5 separate regions of the Mus musculus genome follow, and regions 2, 3, 4 and 5 are each linked to region 1. A link is a contact called in public Hi-C and HiChIP or PLAC-seq data. All regions are on one chromosome and are shown on one strand. The core of a region is the stretch at or near the end of the contact, and the rest is flanking DNA. Distances in the headings are between cores, read along the strand shown.

Evidence for each region. A called contact is a pair of places that touch in the nucleus more often than the background predicts. HiChIP or PLAC-seq counts read pairs in DNA pulled down with a chosen protein or histone mark.
Region 2: a Hi-C map of the N1E-115 cell line shows a contact between it and region 1, with 2.7 times the contacts expected there. The contact joins two enhancer-like sites. A contact is called at or near these places in 2 of 484 Hi-C or Micro-C datasets (the N1E-115 cell line and uterus).
Region 3: a Hi-C map of uterus shows a contact between it and region 1, with 2.2 times the contacts expected there. The contact joins two enhancer-like sites. A contact is called at or near these places in 1 of 15 datasets of contacts at CTCF or cohesin (large pre-B cells), 2 of 484 Hi-C or Micro-C datasets (the N1E-115 cell line and uterus) and 1 of 115 datasets of contacts at active chromatin or transcription factors (acute myeloid leukemia).
Region 4: a Hi-C map of the N1E-115 cell line shows a contact between it and region 1, with 10 times the contacts expected there. The contact joins two enhancer-like sites. A contact is called at or near these places in 2 of 39 promoter capture datasets (the 3T3-L1 cell line and the HPC-7 cell line), 2 of 15 datasets of contacts at CTCF or cohesin (large pre-B cells and pro-B cells), 14 of 484 Hi-C or Micro-C datasets (the 63-12 cell line, B cells, the Ba/F3 cell line and 10 more) and 5 of 115 datasets of contacts at active chromatin or transcription factors (the 230-238 cell line, CD8 T cells, T-cell acute lymphoblastic leukemia and 2 more).
Region 5: an H3K27ac HiChIP or PLAC-seq map of T-cell acute lymphoblastic leukemia shows a contact between it and region 1, with 8 times the contacts expected there. The contact joins two enhancer-like sites. A contact is called at or near these places in 1 of 15 datasets of contacts at CTCF or cohesin (large pre-B cells), 12 of 484 Hi-C or Micro-C datasets (the 63-12 cell line, B cells, the G1E-ER4 cell line and 8 more) and 5 of 115 datasets of contacts at active chromatin or transcription factors (the 230-238 cell line, CD8 T cells, T-cell acute lymphoblastic leukemia and 1 more).

The regions. Positions count from the first base shown.
Region 1 is chr15:63,600,308-63,603,191 of GRCm38.p6, reverse strand. No RefSeq gene overlaps it. Among named protein-coding and RNA genes, the nearest start is that of 4930449C09Rik, 120 kb to the left of the region's middle. Within about 2 kb of position 1,446, at least 38 of the 459 cell types and tissues checked have an H3K27ac peak or open chromatin away from gene starts, as enhancers often do. A contact at or near this core is called in the 63-12 cell line, the N1E-115 cell line, T-cell acute lymphoblastic leukemia and 2 more, where this site is marked.
Region 2 is chr15:62,627,408-62,630,291 of GRCm38.p6, reverse strand. No RefSeq gene overlaps it. Among named protein-coding and RNA genes, the nearest start is that of Gm41333, 40 kb to the left of the region's middle. Within about 2 kb of position 1,526, at least 10 of the 459 cell types and tissues checked have an H3K27ac peak or open chromatin away from gene starts, as enhancers often do. A contact at or near this core is called in the N1E-115 cell line, where this site is marked.
Region 3 is chr15:62,712,964-62,715,847 of GRCm38.p6, reverse strand. No RefSeq gene overlaps it. Among named protein-coding and RNA genes, the nearest start is that of Gm41333, 45 kb to the right of the region's middle. Within about 2 kb of position 1,362, at least 8 of the 459 cell types and tissues checked have an H3K27ac peak or open chromatin away from gene starts, as enhancers often do. A contact at or near this core is called in uterus, where this site is marked.
Region 4 is chr15:62,801,430-62,804,313 of GRCm38.p6, reverse strand. No RefSeq gene overlaps it. Among named protein-coding and RNA genes, the nearest start is that of Gm22521, 9.7 kb to the right of the region's middle. Within about 2 kb of position 1,348, at least 12 of the 459 cell types and tissues checked have an H3K27ac peak or open chromatin away from gene starts, as enhancers often do. A contact at or near this core is called in the N1E-115 cell line, where this site is marked.
Region 5 is chr15:62,823,647-62,826,530 of GRCm38.p6, reverse strand. No RefSeq gene overlaps it. Among named protein-coding and RNA genes, the nearest start is that of Gm22521, 32 kb to the right of the region's middle. Within about 2 kb of position 1,365, at least 41 of the 459 cell types and tissues checked have an H3K27ac peak or open chromatin away from gene starts, as enhancers often do. A contact at or near this core is called in the 63-12 cell line, T-cell acute lymphoblastic leukemia and muscle stem cells, where this site is marked.

The DNA.
Region 1 (2,884 bases), core at 197-2,696:
CAACTAACTGCATTTAGAGTCTCACACATTACAAATGAAAGACTTCATGGATATGCTTTTGTCAGTAATACTTAAAATTGACTGGCAGATTGATGAAACATTTGACCCTTTGATTTATCCAAAATTTCAACCCAAATCTACTATCTTGATTCTTGGCTCTAGAAAATGTGGGAGATTATGAGATAGATAGAATTTTTCGCTGGCCTCCAGAAGCAGAAAGTCCATGTGTATAGATAGGTTTTTTTTTTTTATATCAAAACTTAACAAAATTTAAAAAAAGATGGAAAAGAATACATTGAGTGAGGGAAGCTCTAAGAAAAGGGTACCAAAGGTGCAGTGACCACACAGAGAATGAGTAGAAAGGCAACTGCAAATTCACTTTCAGTTTGTTATTACTTAATCCTCAATGTCTACTCAGGGGTGCCATTTTGGGGCATTTCTCATAGTCTCCTAACTATGTAAGATGCATGAGGACAGTGGCTGTGAATATCATGGCATCACTGTCTCCTTGATGCCTAACCACAGCTCATTCAGAATTCACACTTGCTAACTGACTGTGCATACAAGTGTAAACTAACTGTGAATGCAATGGTAAGTGATAGCATGAATATGGACAGGCTATACATTGGTGAAATGTTTAGGATTCTGGCCTACAGACTTGCTTCTGGAAAAGAGATTTTCTTTTTTAGTTTAAATGCCCTGAATTGTATGTAGCCACATTGGCACCTTTCAAAAGGTAAAGGATTCTTAGACTGTAAGCGTATATACAGTCAGAAAAACTTTCTCCAGCCTCACTGGATTTATAGGGTGAGAAGAGTTATGTGAATCTAGGCCAGAGGCCAAAGTTCCTCATTTCTTCCATCACTGGCAAATTAGGGCCTCAACAAGATATGAATACGTCTGACTTATAAAAATCTGCCCTTGAAATACCAACAGCCCAGAGTCTCTGCTTGCTCTGTTTTCTTCCCACAAGGTCCATGGCATCTGGCTGCTTCAGGCACAGGTCAGTCTCTTGATACAGGTACTTCCAGTATTACTCCACAAAGTCTGTCTCTGCTACTTTCTAGCTGTGTGGCCTCAGCTGGCTGGCGTTACCCTTTAGTGACAAGATGAAGCAGTGAGGACTTCTGATGTCCACCTCAGCTTGAGTGTCAAGAAAACTGAGATCTAATTCAGAGAGAAACCTTAGCTGGCATTGTGATTTATTAGTGGACACATCTGCGAGAGGAAATTTCTCCATCCTTCTAGAAAGCGAGTCTCATTTTCACGTTAGAGCACCAAGGGCAGAGGCTGTATTTTTCTCTGCCCCTATGATGCTTGGACAGTCAAACCCTCAACGAATGTCCTTTAGAGAGGGAGCTTTGTCTGTCTTAAGGTGCCAAGGTCTTGTCTACCGAAGACCCTGTAGGGACTGTCTGTCCCCTGGTGTCCTCTAGATGGCAAGCTCAGTCCAACTTTGGAGTAGTCAGTGCCTCAGGCTGGGCAATACCCTGTCACAGAGTCCTTTATTGGGAATCCAGTTTCATCCAACGCACAATCTTCAGAATGGCTTCAAGGCTCTGCAAATTTTAGGTATGCAGGTTGGATTCCTTCCTTTGCAGGGAGATGATGGGTGTGGCTCTATAAATCTCCCACCTCCCTGATAGAGATATCTGGTAAGAGACAGATTGGATGAAAGACATTGATGACAGCCTCATATGGACTTTCTCAGTTAAATCTCACCACAGCCTACAAAATAACTGGTGGAACTATTTTTCCTCTAGCAGTCACATTCATGTACGTGATCAAACAGCTATTTCTGCACAGCTGGCTTGCTATGCCACACTCACAAAGGTGTAAGTCTCTTGCCCCAGACAATTTCTGTCTTCTTAGTGTTTTACTCAAGAAGAGCAAAGGTCAAAAAAAAAAAAATCAAGGGGGACTATGATCATCTTAATTAATTTTTTTTAACATGTGAGATAATATGGAGGGGATAGTCAGCTTGAGTCAGTGGGGCTGCACTAGTCTGAGCAGTGAGGACCAGAGCCTGAAAGTTTTAACAGAATGGGGTTTTATGTGTCAATGGAATTCTGTCTCAGCTTCCAGAGAGTCTGGTTCACAAGACACAGTCCACGGCAGACATTATAGATGCTTTCTGGCTTGCGAAATGCTTGTCTGCAATTTCTCCAGAAGCAGACTACTACTCTCTTTCTCTCTCCCACATAGTTGAGAGTTGGCTCGTCCTTTCTGGAGAAAAGTAACTGGGGAAACCCATCAATCTTATATTTATACCATTCAATATACATTCATATCCATTTAGATCTATTTAACCTTAATTTCTCTTAAAATATTCCTTATACCCTTTTACATATTTTAAATCCATTCTGACAATGTGCATCTTCAGAACATTAGTTTACAATATATATCTTACTTTCTTTTTGTTTCAGTCTATGCTTTTCCTTGATATTTTATCTAATTCTTTCTTTTGCTTCAAGGATTCTGGAATTCTGAGCTCAGGTCCTCCTGTATATGCAGCAAGCATTTTACTCATTGAGCCATTTCTCCAGCCCTTCTATTTGAAAATTGTATTACTTTTTTCTCTTATGAAATTGTTTATTTTGTTATACATTTTATTTTATGTATGGAATAAAGATACCAATGCTTGGGCCATTTGATAAGCAGGATTTGTAAATTGTTCCCTAAAATTTCTTCTACATATCCATCAAATATATATTCTATGTATAAACCCTCCCTCGTAGTGTAAGCTCTAGTTGTATTGGGGATACCACCCTATAAATGGTTATTCTACTTAACAATCAGGATAAGATAGCTACTTTGTATGGCAAAAATCTTGTATAGCAGACTGAATAGAGATTCTCTTGCTGACTTTGGAGAAATAAGATGT
Region 2 (2,884 bases), core at 277-2,776, 970 kb after region 1:
AACTTTCCTGTTTCATTGTTGTGTAGCCTTGGACAAGATTCAGGGAATTTACATAGTTGAATCAGATCAGAACCCTGAGTTACAACTCCAGCTTCTCTCCTACTCCTGGCTGTGCCATATTGGCCTCATAAATTTCTTCAAACATGGAAAGCAAGTTCTTTCTCCTTGATTTCATTTGCCTTGCCTTTGCCCTTTAGATTTTTATCCTTTATTTACCTGATCACGTTCTCTTTTGCTGGTCAACTCTCTGCTCCACTGATGCCCACCACAGAGGTCTATCTTTAAGCTTCTTATCTTGCTTATTTAATTCATATGCTTATTTTTTCTCCTGCAAATAAATCAACAGATCCATGAAAGAGATTTCCCTCTCATTGCATTGTATCTGCAAAAGGTTAGCTAGAACAATGTCTGAAATATAGGCAATTATAAATACACTTTTACTAAATAAGAGAAATATCCATATGTACTTAAGATGGGGCCCAAAGAAACTAGTCTGCACAAATACAGAAATTAATATTAAGAGGGAAAGAAATTAAATATGTAAAACCTAGCTCTAAATTAAAACTTAGTAAAGGTGACATGGAGGCACATTTACAGGTACTATAGACAAAACAAGAGACACTTGTGCTTGGTGGTACACATCTATAATTCCAGCAGTTAGTAGGTGATAGAGGCAGGAGAATCAAGGGTAAATGATCATCATCAGGCTACAGTTTAAGGAATGGGTAGATCCTGGGCCTCTTGAAGCCCTATGTTTAAAAGAAACTATAGTAAGGGATGTGTAAGAATCAGGAGGCAGAATGGACAACTTGGCTGTGTTTTTCCACAGAGACTATCCCAGGGGGTTTCGTAAACCTCTAGCATAAAGATAACTTTACCACACATGACAGAAACTGAGCAGCATTTTAGATGGAAGGCAAGGGGCTCCATGGAAGATGGGGATCCTAGCAGGAAGAGGATGCTTCAAGACCATTAACAGAGTGTGATGTGATAAATGCATCCCTGACTTTTCTCAAGAACTGAACTCCATGACTCAGCCCTGTAGCATTTCTTTTATTTGGTAAGAAACAAACTTCTCTCTGGAAGATCTCAGTAGAATGGCCAATAAAAATAACAGGAAGCATTCTGTTCCATAACTGAATCTTCATGTGTCATAAGGACATTTGTCACTCCTGCACACAGCTCACTGCTGCTAACTCCAGATGTCCAGGAAGTCCAGTCAATCTTATGGAGAATTAAGCAGTGATAAGTTCCTACAGTTGTCTTTGTCTAGACTTCAATATTGATCATGGAGCAGACAAATTGGAGGAACGAGGTAGAGAGGCCTTCTCATGTCTTACATGTTAAGTGCAAATACTCAGCAGAAAGTGACCTTTAATGAATGCAAATCTACTTTATAAGGTATCACATCTGTGACTCTTCAAAGTGTGTGCTAATGGGCAGCTAGATGTCCCTTTCTCTGTTTCCTCTGATTCACTTAGGGAAACTCCTGTGAGCCCACTAAGTGGTTTTATACGTTTCTCATTGATATTTACTTGACAAGTGCTTGTCAGGGTCAGCCATTTGTCTTGGTGTTATAAGAGTGTAAAGGGTTAAAGCAGCAAACGTGGCTCATGATAAACAAGAACAACAAAAATCTTCATATTCCTGACAGCTGTGACTGTCAAGCCCAACACACTAGAGGAAATTAAGTTAAGAGGAAATTAAGAGGAGTCACTATGGTAGGGTAACTAAAGTATCACCATGTACCCAGTGCCCACTTATGCCTGTATATTTGAATTCCCTCTGACTAAATCTTATTACCTGTATGATAAAATTAATACTTTGCCTATTTTATAAAAGCTATATAGACATTGACCGTATGTTGGCATTTAACAACAAATATATATTTATTAAGAACTATTTACCAAATATCTAATTCAATGTAAAGCTTTTGAGACTAACAAAGGCCACAAGAAAGAATGTGGCAAGAGTTATGTTCTCAGATTTTTACAGTCATTCCCCATTTTTAAGAACAAGGGATTCTTATTTGGTTAAAATGTCTGGACTTGTAAGACCTTAGAGATCTTAAGTCTAATTGCCCAGAGAAAAACATTATCATTTCTTCAGCAAATACATAACTGATTATTCAGTCTTTCTTCTCAAATAAGTTTTTGAGTTTTCTTGACATTCAGAGATGTTAGTTCATAAGACTTTGAAGCATCCATGGGGGATTGTTTCTAGAATACTCTATAGGTTCCCAGGCCATACATTCAAATCTCCTACACACACACACACACACACACACACACACACACACACACACACACACTATGAACATCTACATATACTCTTCATATTCTCTTTCAAACTTAAAATATCTCTAGATTATATATAATACTAATGTAACAAAAATGATATACAAATATTTGTGACATTTCATTAAGAAATGTGAGACTCAAGTAGACCAATGGAACAGAATTGAAGACCCAGAGATGAACCCACACACCTATGGTCACTTGATCTTTGACAAGGGAGCTAAAACCATCCAGTGGAAAAAAGACAGCATTTTCAACAAATGGTGCTGGCACAACTGGCGGTTATCATGTAGAACAATGCAAATTGATCCATTTCTATCTCCCTTGTACTAAGGTCAAATCTAAGTGGATTAAGGAACTCCACATAAAACCAGAGACACTGAAACTTATAGAGGAGAAAGTAGGGAAAAGCCTCAAAGATATGGGTACAGGGGAAAAATTCCTGAATAGAACAGCAATGGCTTGTGCTGTAAGATCGAGAATCGATAAATGGGACCTCATAAAATTGCAAAGCTTCTGCAAAGCAAAAGACGCCGTCAATAAGACAAAAAGACCACCAACAGATTGGGAAAGGATCTTTACCTATC
Region 3 (2,884 bases), core at 113-2,612, 890 kb after region 1:
GATATGCCGGTCAATGCCTTTGCAGTGAGACTCAATCCCATGGTATGATTGCTAGAATGCAGTGTAGATCTGTTGTCACTTGATTGAAAATCCGGCAACTGCTTCTACATTATCTGTCAGAAGTTGGCTTACCGTATGTTCCTAGAGAAAGCTTTCTAGTGGCCTGATTGGAACTTATGTGGGGGCACCGCATCTTGCAATGAGAATCTGACTCTTGCTTCTGTCCTTGCCACATGTATCTCCTCTAGCACGCCCTCTAAATGGTCCGAGCCTCACTCTCCTCATCTACAATGTACCTGTCTTAAGTTGATGAATAGAACTTCTAAAGCCTACAAAACTGACCAACATATATTACAAAACATATATTCAATTGACATTTACCCTTCCTGAGTGCTCTAATGCCTGTAACGGATTCTCTGATCCACTGAATCCACAGGATCTGGTACTGTCTTCCCCTACAGAGAAGGACGTACTGCAGAGAGACTCAACACAAGTCCTGACTATTTCACAGCCAGTACAAACTAACCCTAAGAGTAATGTCTTCAGACTAGCTTTCAAATGCTTTACAATGTATCACCCAGTCTTGACTCCTTCTGGTCTACAGGTATTTACTGTGTTATTTCTGTGATCACCTAGTCCCTGTGATGAAAGTAGTGATCCAGGTCCAGCTCCTGATTCCATTCCTTCATCTTCCCTTAGCAACAGTGAAGACAGTTACTTCAGTTTCTACAATAGAAGTTACTATAGAGCCTGACAAAGAGTACAAAGTACGTACTCACTGTAGTGTTGATGAATGGATCATTCTAATACAATATAGTTCAGGACTACTGTTGCTAGAATTATGGATGTTGGGCAAACAGACTGTATTCTTCAGGACACAGGTGTTGTCCAAAGCACGCACTTTAAAGTCACACATGCCAGTTTTAAATCCCAGTTCTGTATGATTCAGGCAGCTCTCTTAATCTTTCTGAACTTCAGTGTCTTTATTTCGAAAACACAGTCAACAATACTAGCCTTGAGGTGTTATTTTGAGGATTGAAAGTGCATGGCTTAGAAACTGGCACACAGGAGGTACCCAATCAATGGTGGCGATTATGTGGGGCTTCAGTGAGAGGGAGAGCATCCATCTAAACTGTGCAAGTATGGTAGGCATGTGGCTAGGGCATCTCCCCAGCCAGAATTATGGCTGGAATAGCCTGCTGGGTCCAGACACTCTGAACACAGAGTTCTTTCTCAGACTGGAGATCTTTGCTGGCCTTTCTTTCTCCATGGAACTTGGGAGGAAGAACAGGTCCTGGCCTTGCAAACTGCTATGTTTCTGTGGCTGAGTCATGTTGACCAGCTCCCAGAACAACTTGTGCCTGTGTTGTTAAAGCACAGAGGTCCTCAGGCGCCATGAAAGCCAGGCCTGCCTTTTTATCCGCCTGCCTACAAAGGCCAGGATCCCACACGTGGGACAGAATGTAAACACACTCCCCAAACCTCTATTTGCTCTCAAATTGGCCAATGTTTCCTGTCCACCCCTCAAACAGACTCCCACCTTCTATTCAGCTTCAAAGACTAAAAATGCAAATGAGAGAAGTCTTCAGGGGTGACTGGGACAGAGAAATTTTGAGCTATTTCCTGCGATTTTCAAGATTATTTCTTATAATTTTAGCAAAACATAAATAATATATATATACATACATATATATTTGCTTGGAAAAGCAGGGAAACATTAACATTGTATTAGTAATCGTATAAAATAGGACAGGAACCTAAAAATCACGTAAATAAACAATGGAAGGAGGCTTGTCATGTCAACAGGAAAGTGAATAGGGAAACTCATGACACAGGCATGTGTTGAAATATTCACAACTCCCAAGCCTGTTAGTTTTAATGACATGAGAAAGCTGGTTAACAGCTGGGAGTAGTGGCACACACCTTTGATCCCAGCACTCAGGAGGTAGAGGCAGATTGATCTCTGAGAGTCCCAGGCCAGCCTGATCTAGGAAGTGAATTGCAGCGCAATCAGAACCACATAGTGAGACTCTCTCATGAAAAATAAATACAAATAAATACATGAATTAATAATAAAAATAACAAACTGTTTATAACACATGAAAAAGTTTATGAAATTGAGCTTAGTGCAATTTTAATTATTAAGTACATGTGAAATATACTGCAAGATCATAGAGTTCTCTAGGGATTTTCATGTGTGTGTATGTGTGTACATATGTGTATATATATATATATATATATATATATATATATGCAAACATGCTTGTACAATAAATGATAAAGCTTGCTCATGTTAGAGCATGCTTTAAAATACAATAGCGTCACATTCAGGCTTTTTTTTTTTAAAGGAAGCTCTAAAACATGCAAACTTAATAAGAACCTGGATAATAAAGATTTTTCCTTCCTAAGTCTCCCAGATATAGGCATCATGTAGTCAACTAAACCAGAAGGAAGGTGAGTCAAGAGAGATGCATTAGCTGCAAAATTGGGGAAGGATATCATATAAAAAAAATTATAAAACTATTCCAGATTCTTAGTTATCCCACTAGCTCTGTCCCTAAACACTGTTGATCGTGACTAGCCTATCATTGCCCTCTGCTCCCCAGTCCATGCACTTGTAAGAAGGGGTTAATCACTCCTCCACCCATCTGTTGACTTATTCAAACACTTTCTCGGGGATCAGAGAAAAAGCACTGGCTGAAACAGATACTTGTCATGCCTTCTGGGTACTTGTGCTCTTTTATATTAAAAAAAAAAATCAAACACATAGGCTAGTGTTAGGAACATGAGGAACAATGGACAAGGTCAGAAGGTAGCATGAGCGTCAAGGTCCTTAGAGATGGCATCAGTAGGTAGGTCATTAGGTGAGAAAGAAAGTCCTACT
Region 4 (2,884 bases), core at 99-2,598, 800 kb after region 1:
CACTTTCTAAGGACCCTTGTCAGCTGGATGAACTACCATAGGAAAAAGAGTAAAGCACAGAAGACTCATCTATACTCCTACAGAGGGACATGAAAACACTCTGCCATTCGGTGGTATTTCTGTCTAGTAGTCTCAGTCTGGAAATCTGCTCTCTAAAGAAATTTCAAAAGTAGTTTCTCTTGAAAAGTAATTAGGGAGCCAGATTTTTTAATGCTTTCCATTTATTTGTAGAAAGAGAGTGTTTTTTTAGTTTACTTACTTATTATTATTTTTCAAACGTGCTCATTCCCAGTTTCCTCTCTGTAAACATCTCATTCCATCTTCACTTTCCTTTGCCTCTAATAGGGTACTCTCCCACCCACCTACCCAATCCTGCCTCACCTCTTTAGCACCCTCCTTCGATGGTACAACAGGCCTCCAGAAGACCAAGCATCTCTGCTCCTGTTGATGCCAGATAAGGCAATCCTCTCCTACATATGTAGTGGGAGCCATGGACTTACCCATGTATACTCTTTGCTTGGCTTGGTCCCTGGAGAGACCAGTTAGTTGATACTGTTTTTTTCCCCCTATAGGGTTGCAGTCCCCTTCAGCTCCTTCAGTCCTTCCATAACTTTATTTCTTATACAGTATGTCTGAAATATTTCTTCCATTTGAGGTATTGATTAACTACTTTTCAACATGAAAAAAAAAAACCTTAAATTCCTTAGATGTCAATCTTCTAAAGGTAACTTAAACATCACAGGCGGGGAGAGTTAGTATATTACTGAAGGCAATGCACTGAAGTTGGGGCTCAAGATACCCAACAGAAATGACTGTTCTGTTCCTAGCATCGCTTCGGTTCTATATTTTCGTCAGCTTCTGTACCAGTTTCCTATCAGATTCTTTTGTTTTTGATGAAAGCCAGCTTTGAAATTTTGCCATCCCAAATTACTTGGATACTTAACTGATTACTGAGAGGCAGTCAAATGGAAGTTGGTAATCTGTGCCAAATTACGAAGACAGTGATCAGAACTAGGGACACTCTCAGAACAAGGATGCTCCAAAGATCCAAAGAGCCGAGTTACCTTTTCTAGAGCTAAGGGTTTGGATTGATCATTTTCAAATGACTGAAGAAATGCTTTGTTTAAAAAGAAAAAAAAAAAACAGTAAATTGAGCATAAAGGTAGAATTTAGGTGTCCTTGTGAAACAAGAGAGACACCTGCTTTGGGAAAAACTGGAGAAAGAACCTCAAAGTCATAGGGAGGTTTAGAGCAAATGCTGTTTGGCATAGAATGGATGTGGTGAGTACCAACAGGCATGCTCCTACCTGTGGAATACAGACTGCTTGGCCACTTGGTGGAGGTGTTGGAGAAGGTATTATGTATCACCATAGAGTTGAGCTCTGTGACCTGACAGTGCCTTTGAACTCTGAAATATTATAAGCCTACAAATTTAAATCTAGTCTATTCTGGCTGAGGAGCTTTGCAGGGTAAGGTGGAACTTTCAGTAAAAGAAAAACAAAATCCAAAGAAATGGTCTTTAATACCAAAAGACTAGAATCACTGAATGTTGTAGCTAACACAGAACTTACCAGAGGTCTCCTCAACTGCCCCTCACTCTAAAAATGCTCATGCACAGGCCTTGAGAGTTTAAATGACCTAAGCAAACTGACATCATGTGGGAGTTCAGATTTCAAATGAGAGTTGAGATAAATATACATATGTTCCACAGAACTCTTCCAGGAAACTCTATTTTAAGAGAGCTGTAATAATCCACTCTTCCAATATTTTGTTTACATATAAAGCACACTTGGCTCTTTTTGTTCAATTTGTCAATGATTCATGATAATCAAAGGGTTGAAAAGCTCATTGGAAATTGTCTTTACGTCCAATGATACCTTTACGTTTCTGAGAAAAGTTTAGGAGCTTGTGCAAGCTTGTTTTTTCTCCTTCTGTAACAAGACAGTCTAAGAAAAACAAACTTAGTGGGTGGGTGAAAATATTTGTTTGATTTATACTTCCAGGGTATAGTCCATAATTGAGTAAAGTCAGGGTAGAAACTGAAGCCATAGAGGAGTACTACTTACTGGTTAAGTCTCTGGCTTCCTCATCTGCCTAAGGATAGTGCCATTCACTGTACTGGATTTTCTCATTCTGATTATTAACCAAGACAATCTGTCACAGATAAAACAACAGACTCACTCACCTGATGCAAGGAAATTCTTCAGTTTCAGCGTTTCAAGGTGAATTTAAGTGCTATTAATAAAAATAATAAACAATAAACTAAACAGGACAGGAGTGGATCAGTAAATTAGCAAGATTTTTAGAATGGCTCCAGACAATCATTCCTAAATTTGCCTGGAAAGACAATTTGTAGGGTCCTTAGGGGGGATTGAAATGAGCTTGAAGAATCTGATTACAGGTAACAGTCATCCTCTCTTGGCATACAGCCAACCTAAAAGCCTTTGAATAACTTCCCATACTCACAATGGGGTAGAGGATGGAGGCTGTACCAGCGATTTCTCATTGTGAGAGCTTTGAGAAAAGTTCCTACCACAAGCACCTTTGTGGATTTGTAAAACAGCCAAAAGCAATCCAAATAACCGTGATGGGATAATCCTGGAAATATCTTTAAAACACCAACTTTGAAATAAATTGAGAAGATTACACAGAGTCCTAAAAGTCTCCACACTAGAGGGAAATGGTCAGTCTGTTCTGGGTCCCCTAGTTCTAATGTGAGTTCACATCTATAGGCACTGAACTCCTGAATCCAATGCTACTTATACTAACTTACTCAGTGAAAGCAGATAGTTCATTAATAATCAGCATGTGTAGAAGCCTGTCACATGGCAATGACCAAGGCTTGTGTTTCTCATCGGGAGGAAGGACAGAGACAATCCCGGGT
Region 5 (2,884 bases), core at 116-2,615, 780 kb after region 1:
TATATATATATATGTGTGTGTGTGTGTGTGTGTGTGTGTGTGTGTGTGTGTGTATACATATACAATTCCACAGTGATATTTTGCAGCAGGATTTCTTACTGAACTTGGATTAGCTAGACTTGCTGAATAGTGAGTGCCTAAATTCATGTCCTCATGGATCTCTTGTTCATGGGTACTACAGAACTAAATTTACATAGTCATGCTTAGGAGGCAGGTACTTTACTAACTGTGCCGTCTCCACAGGTCTTACTCCATTGTTATAATGAGGTAGTTTATAGTGTCAACTTGAACTACTGCAAAGCCAGTCTTTAAATATATTTTCTGCTTTTTCTACTTAGAGAGCCATCTATGGATATATAGAAATATGAGTAGTGGAATAGAGAAATGGACAAAGTCCATGGGGAAGTAGGCATGTGTGTGTGTGTGTGTGTGTGTGTGTGTGTGTGTGTGTGTGTGTGTGTTAAGTCTCTCATATGCCTGTTACATAACTTAAAGCTAGACACTTGGAGATAAGGCTGAGCACTAGTCTTAACTAAAGGGAACTCTTACTGGTGATGTAGGGCTGCCCTTATATTAAGCATATCATTACTTGTCAATTTCCTTTCACTGATTTTCAAATAGCACAAGAAGGAGGCAGGAATATTTGGTGCCAGCTAGAGATCTCCAGTGCTCATCTCTCCATCTGTTGGACAGCTGGACAAGGTAACAGCTGCCCATTAAAGCTCCCTTGCTTGGCATGATTACATCTACTGGCACCCAAAGCCATGTGCCAGCTGGCTCCTACTCTTGTTGAATAGACCTTATTTGGGCAGAGTATGTCTCCAGTTGTTATACAATACAGTCAGGACCCTCATTTCACTTCAAAATACCAGGCTTAACATCAAAACAAGAGAATGAATCAGAGTTGTTGCTGAGGAAAGTTTACTTGGGGTGGTGATTATCAGATGCAGCTAGACACTAGTCCCACATTTTCCATCTCTCACTTGGAAGGTTAAACTTTCTCTGCAGAGGAAACAGCACCTTTTTGATGTTCCCTGCAAGTGAATGAATGTCAGGGAAAGGGCCCTTTCCTTTTAGTGTGAACTGCTTCTGAAGGCACTGAAGGTCTTCTAGCGCTGGAGAAATCTCAAGAAAGGAAGTCTCTGTAGTCATTTGTTGTTCAGCTCTGAATTATCCAAAGCACTTGAATGTGGTACTTTGCCGAACTCTAGTGAGACTACGTGCAAATGAGGTTTCAAACGTTTCCAAAAAAATAAAATTAGATCACAATTGGTAACAATTTCCATCACCTAGAGAGCTAGGCAGTGGAAGAATAGGCCATCGTTTTGTACATGCGCATGTGGTAGCTTTCTGGGAAGAACATAAGAATCATCCTTTATAACCCACATAAAACACTTGTCTCCGTTTCTGTTCTTTCATTCTGCCCTGTTTCCTACCTTCATGACTCAGACCTTTTCCTGCTCCAAATGTATTGTACAGAGATGAACTTGACTAATAAACAACACATATTACAGGACAGTGCATGAAAAGAGATTGAGACAACATGTTATGGAAATTATTATCCTGAGAAGCCATAAAAATCCACACGCATCCATCCTGTGATAACTATGTGCTAAGTCACTGGGGAAGTATACTGTGTTTTCTTTATGAAACTGAACCGCTTTGAAGCCAAGGAAATAACTTCACCACATCTAACTCATAAGCAATTCTTTTGCCATACAATACATTTGGCCTGAATTAGCCTCCTAGGGCTGCTAGTCAACAAATGGTTTAAAAATAGACAGGCTTTGTCTCACAGTTAGATGTGTTCAGTGTCTAAGGTGTAGGTGTCAGCAATGTTAGATGTTCTGAGGACTGTGCAGCAACTTTGGCTCCACTTTTCTCCCTGAAATTCCTCTGGTTTTACTGATTATATATATGTATGTGTATATGTACATATACATATATACACATGCATTCATATACATATACATGTATATATTTAAAATTCCTTTGCCTGTGGATGCCACCTTCTTACAGGTTGAAAGTATTTAGAAGTTAGGAGAGAATAGAAAAACTCATCTTATTCAAAAACATTGTGTGGTGATCATATCCTCTTTTGACTCTATTTTTTTTTTCATGAAACTAAAATACAGCCTCACTGGCTCAGAGTGAAAGTGGAGTGTGGTAAGGATGTTTCTGTAAGCAGCCATGTATAAAGACAGAGAATTTTAAAGAGAGAAGGAAATAAGGAGGAAGTGTAAGAGATAATTGATTCAAAGAAAGGAAAATACTTAGCACTGGTGAGAAGGTAGTAGGAAGGTGGGTAGTTGTTTACCACATGCTTCTTTGAGTTACATGTGGCTGTAATACATGACAGAAATACAATTCAGAAAATGCTATTTCCTAGAAATGCACTTGGCCTTTCCTCTGCAGGGGTGTGAGAGAGAGCACCAGATGTTAGGGTTTGTCTACCCTAGTGTTCATGCATTGGTCTTCACCACTGTCCCTGGAAAGGAAATTATGGTAGATGAGGTAATCAAAGAGGAAGTGGAGTTGTATTTGGTCTGTGACACTCTCGAATGCCCATTGTTATTCTGTGACCTGATCTCAGAAACCTATCTGTGAACCTGTTGACCAAAGCAAGAGGGCTTAAGATGTCCACTATGCCCCATTTAGAGGCACATTACCAGCCAATATGCCCTCTTCAAGTAGGGACACATTGACATTAACTTTTAAAATGTATCTCCTCTGTTATTCTAGTCTTGATGCTAAAGATGTCCACTTTTTATTTTTTAACGACAGTTCCATGGTGGAGGATTCCAGAGTGTCATGATTTTGTTTCTCTATAACCGTCTTCATCTATGCATTCATTTGTCTGACATTCTCTGAATATGTGTGTGAT